2 separate regions of the Arachis hypogaea genome follow, and region 2 is linked to region 1. The links are chromatin contacts, called in public Hi-C maps. All regions are on one chromosome and are shown on one strand. Each heading gives the region's core, a stretch centred on a gene start, on an enhancer-like site or on the middle of the called end of the contact. The rest is flanking DNA. Distances are from core to core; before and after follow the strand shown.

Region 1 (2,837 bases), core at 40-2,539:
TCACCTTATCAAAGAAAGCATCTAATGCATGAAAAGTGGCCTTGAATTCTTGTATTTGGCCAGTGAGAAAATCAAGCCAACCCAAGAAAGGGAAGAAATCTCCCACACTAAAAGCAGCCAATTCTCTCATCATCTTCCTTCCAAGCTCTCCAAAGCTGCCACTACCATCTGGATTATCATACTTTTGTCCAAGAACACATCTTGACACTATGTTGTTTGATGTTGCAATTATCAACTCACTAATATTTATAGAAAATCCTTTCCTTGCACGTATGGTATCAACCTATATAACCAGTATTAGATACAATATGTTTTATGCTAAAAAATTTTTCAATATATTAAGATCGAATTCTAAATTTTTTTGTAATAGAAATTTTAATATTATATTATAAAACTAATTTTACAAAAATTTAAATTGATATAAAAGTATACATAAATTATTAAATCTCAAACATAAAAATAAATATATAAAAAGTTATTGAATAAGTAGAGAATATTAACTATTATGGACAAAATTAAATTTTAGTTTTTCATCTTAAATTTTTTAAATATAATTAGTCCTAGCATACAAGATACTCGGCAAAAATTAAATTTCTAGACTGAGTAATATATAATAAAAAAAATCTTATCAAAAAGTAATAACTAAAAAAATATATAAATGCAAATCCAAAGCATGAATAACATATATTAAAAGTATTTGTAAATCATAGGTACCAACCAATTCCATAATCTCTTCTTCACGAATGTATTTAAAAGACTTCACTCTTTTGAGGCTTAAAAGTTCGAGAACACAAATTTTTCTTTTTTGTCTCCATTCTTCGCCATAGGGTGCGAAAACGACATCGGAGCATCCATAGAGAATGATTTTTCCAGATGTTGTTTGGGGCTTGTTGGAGAAAGCAATATCATGTTTCTTGATGATTTCTTCGGCCACCTCGGCCGAAGAAACCACAATGGCTGGTGTTTGTCCCAATTGAAGGAACATGAGAGGGCCATGCTTGTTTGAGAGTTCATGGAAGGATCGGTGTGGCAGTGTTCCAAATTGATGAAGGTTTCCAATGAAGGGAAGCTTTGGTGGTGATGGTGGAAGATTTTTATTATTATTTGGCTTGTAATTTCTTCTTGTGATCTTAAGCACTAGAAAGATGCTTATGAACCCAAAAATTGTTAAGCAAAGAGTTGGATTTGGCTCATAATAATAAGCCGATTGTTTTAGTAGAAAATTCATTGCTGTTTAGTTTGGGTTTCTTGGAGTTCTCATATATTTATTTATTTATAGATAGACACCCATATTGCTTGAACACTTGAAGCAAGTCAACGAGAAACAGTAGCAAAAAAAGTCAACGAAAAATTTTAATAATATATACCTCTTGTAATATGTAATAATAAGTATTGAGTTTAGCTAATATATATTTTAAAAGTACATAATAAAATCATTATTAGTATAAATTTTTTTTATTTTAATAAATATATAATAAATCTATTAAAACTTAAATTTTATATTTTTTAATTTTTTGTTTGATTGGCGTATAGTGTGAGATAAAACAAATATATAAAGTACATAAGATTCTAAAAAATCTATAATGCCCTGATCATCTACCCTTATTACTATGCAAACTTTTCATCTACCACTACCTACTTTTCTCTTCTACCACTATTCATAACCAAAATGTAATAATCCAGATATCAAAAAATTATAATAATATCAACAAAAAATTCAATAATATTAAAAAAACCAAAGATTAATAAAAAAAGAAAAAATAAAACTTTATTTAAAAAATAAAAAAATCGAGAAAGGGACAGAAAAAAAAGAATAGAGATGGAAATGAAACATAATAGTGGAGGTTCTATACAAAAATTAACAATATAGATCTAAAATAAGACAGAAGTAGAAACAAAAAAGAGAAGACAAAATAAAGAAGGCCAAATAACAAAAATGATTAAGAAGGGGAGGTGGAGATGCTATGACAATTTAGAAGGCAATCGATACGAATTTGTATTAATAATAGAGAGAATTAGAGATAATCAGAAAGAATAGGAGAAAAATTTCTAGAATTAGGGCAAAAAAAAAATTCCTATTACATTATGCCTATCTTACATTATTACATTATATTTTTATTTATAATATAATTTTTAATTAAACTAGCCTAATACTAATCGTATCATCAGTGATGTAGCTGCAGATTCACTCCAATGTCTTTTGTGTCTTCTTCGATAGAGGAAGTTTGGTTGGCAGTGAAAGGAGATGGGAAAGAATGGTGGGAAGAAGAGATAAGAAGGGTGTGAACGAGAAGAAAATAGAATGACAAACTTGAAAAATAAGAAAATAAAATGAGAATAAATTAAAATTATCAAAAAGATATATCTCATTTTAATTTTTGTGTTCCAATTTATCAAAATATACTAAAATTTTGTGTATTTTGTATCAATTTGTATGGCACCGTATTATTAAAAAATTTGTCGCTCAACAATTACATGATAAACATATATCATTGTATCTATATATTTTAGGTAGATGTATTCACTAATCAAATGGAATTTTATGACACATATTAACTAAATTAAAATTCATAAGTATTAGCAATTAATAGTTGAAGGTGGAAGCGCATGGGAAAAAACACTTTTGCAACCACAGAAATTTTAAATTCTTGCTGCTTTTGAGAGCAGAAAAATATGAATACATTTACGAGAAATATTATATAAAAAAAGAATCGTATATTTTAAATTTGTTACATGAGGTTCAGCATAGAAATTATTTGTCCTAAAAATTTAGTTAAGCTGAGGATGTCTCTTTTTTTATTTGGTAAATTTTATGTAGGTTTATTTGTTTTGCTCTT
Region 2 (2,839 bases), core at 59-2,558, 150 kb before region 1:
CATCAAGTCAAATCGTCATCGATGCGATGGGAGGTGGTGGAGGGGCATATAGCAGGAATCCACGGGAGGATTCCAGCACCGCGGTGTCTATCGCTAGAGGCGTGGTCGTCGAGATAGTGCGCTGCTGAGCACTGGAGATGGTGGAGGAGTCCACTCTGATGAAGCAGACAAACAACTTCCTGGTTGCAGAGATGGCGCAACAATAAGAGCCATGTAGTTGGGGTTAGGGATCATGATGAACGGTTGATCCTGTGCACCCATTGTCTATAACGTCATAGGGGTAGTCGGAATAGAGGGAGACGACTGAGAAGTCCCAAGAGTACCAGTAGAACCCCTCTCTCTTTAAGCCATTTTTACAAAAACCAGCAATATGTACATTTTAATCACAAAAATCAGTAACAATCAACACATTATTAATCACAACTTCAAACTAATGGACGTAATCAACAACTAATCTATCTAACATCCTATATTATAATCTAATCAACATAGAAAATAATGGAGTTTGAATAATGATAATTGGAAAGGGGGTGCTACATGGAGGGAGAAGCGACAATTCGGCGGCACATCGGCAGAAGCGGTGTTTTGTCGGGGGGACGAAGAACAATCGCTGAACGACGAGGGGGGTCATCGGAGGGGGCTGCCAGAGAGAATGTGGATGAAGAGATGAGATGGTGTAGAGAGAGTAGGAGACGAGAGGGTAGAGCAAAAGAGCAATTCGAGATGAGGGGGAAGAGAGTTTGTGGTTCAAATTTAGGGCACGATTACCATCGGATTTATTGATGGAAAAGTCCGCCGATAAATCTTCGTGTATGACTAAAATGCAATGTCTCACTAATCCAGGTTACCGTTGGATTTATTTCCCTGTAAATCTGACGGTAAACGTAGCGCCAATTTTTTACCTTTTCCCTCTATTTATTACCGTCACAAAAGAGAATCCGACGATAAAATTTGTATCTGGCGAATTTATTATCGTATTTGCCGGTAAAGTCGTCTCTACTCTATAACGCTAAATCCGACGGTATTCAACGTTTTTCTTGTAGTGTAATCAAAATTAAACTCATATTTTATTATTTATTAGAGTTTAATTTTGATGCATTGACGGTGTATAACGTTTTACGGAATCGTGTAATTACATCCGTTCTTTTGAATGAGCATTCACATAATCATTGTAAAAAATAGTTATTTTCACTAATATGATATTAAGTAATTAGATACATGTGTAAAATTACTTGACATTAAAAATGCATCAAAATTAAATTTATTTATTATTATATTTTTCTTTAATAAAATATATTATTGGGAGGGTTTTCGTTTTCCCGCCCATTGCTTCAATTTCCAATTTCCTGAAACATTTGTTCCCAATTTCATGAACCTCACTTCTCATTCTTCACACAACACAACAATGGCTGCTGCGACTTCTCCCACTGTTCCTATGGAAGAAGAAGATGACGTCACAGCCACAGCCACAAACCAAAACCTTCAAACTCATCAAAACGGCGTCGTTCCTTCCTCTCCCATGATTCCCGTTCCCGACGACAAGATCGTTCTCCCTGGTTCCTACTTCTTCCACTTTCCCTCTCATTCCTTCTCCTTGCTTTTTCCTTCTTCCCATTTTCTCACCATTTTCTTTCTTCGTCTTTCAGTTGAGGTCTGCTTGAAGCCTTCCAGCACTGCTTCTATCCGTGACGTTCGTTCCGCTATCGAAAGGCACACGCATTTCCCCCAATTCCCCTAATTATTTCTTTAATTGAGTTTCTTAAGCTTGAATTTGCTCTTGTTTTGAGTTTAATTCGGAGAAGATTACAACTTTTTTCTCGATTTCAGGATGCTTGAGAAGAGGAGTTTGAGCTATTGTGATGGCCCCATTCCTCTCCCCATGGACGAACCCTTTCTCGCCGACAACGTCCACAGAATTTGTATTTGTGACACAGGTACTACCCTGTTTTGTCTTGATTTGTTTATTTATTTTATTATTGTTATTAGGAGTTAGGACATCAAATTAGTTATTTATTTACTGTAATTGTTATTGTTGTTAACTTGTCATTAACACCTTAAATGTATTAGCTACGGCAAGCTTAGATAATGTTAAATATAGTTAGCCTAGCAACTGTTTGATATTTTGTTCGACTAGCATTGGATTGGAAAGTTCTCAAATTGTTGATTGTTTTTGTGAGAGGTTTTCGACGAGGTGCCAATGCTGAATTGCAATTTCAAAAATGGTATCAAATAAGTAATTTCAAAATATTAAACAGTTATAGTTTGCTATTCATAACCGTAGCTAATGGTTTGATTGCTATCATTTTGATGCTTCGTGTGTGAATTTTATTTTTGTTTTTGGTATTGTTGTCACTCTGAAATTCAGCAAACTTGGTTTCTCAGTGATTTGAGTGTTTTAGCATGACAAAATGCTGGAATATTTTTGTATTCAAAGGACTAGAACATTGAAATTCGCCTCTTGTGCTTTTGAAGCTATCATTTCCTTTAGATTTGAGAGAGAGATCTCTTTCTGTATCTCCAATTCTGATTTCTGATGCTGAAATCTTACTTTTCTTTTTTTCCTTTGTAGATGAAGGGATGCACAATGATAATGTTCTTTTGTTCTGGCAAGTCAAGCCAGTTGTCCATGTCTTTCAGGTGAAACAGCTTGATTTCATTTAATATCAGTTGGTTGAATAAGATATTCAATGAATAAGTGGTTTCATAACTTTGTCCAATTATCATAACTTTGTCACTCAATCATCTAAGTTGGAAGCTATACAAATGTTTTGTTTCGTTCTACATCGACATCACATATTCCCTTAAATTTTACATGTTTCTATTTATTTGGTCCAAAAAT

What was found. Hi-C and Micro-C count contacts between places; a contact is called where the count stands out from the background.
Region 2: a contact with region 1 is called in a Hi-C map of an unstated tissue, with 2.2 times the contacts expected there. The contact joins the promoter of LOC112790442 here to the promoter of LOC112790430 in region 1.

What each region holds. Positions count from the first base shown.
Region 1 is chr3:43,044,887-43,047,723 of arahy.Tifrunner.gnm2.J5K5, reverse strand. LOC112790430 (phenylacetaldehyde oxime monooxygenase CYP71AN24) reads right to left here and starts at 1,289. Exons shown (of 3, transcript XM_025832836.3): 1 at 719-1,289; 2 at 1-283. The coding sequence starts at 1,228.
Region 2 is chr3:43,191,522-43,194,360 of arahy.Tifrunner.gnm2.J5K5, reverse strand. It overlaps LOC112790442 (pachytene checkpoint protein 2 homolog), which reads left to right and starts at 1,308. Exons shown (of 14, transcript XM_025832852.3): 1 at 1,308-1,556; 2 at 1,647-1,710; 3 at 1,828-1,934; 4 at 2,570-2,637. The coding sequence starts at 1,370.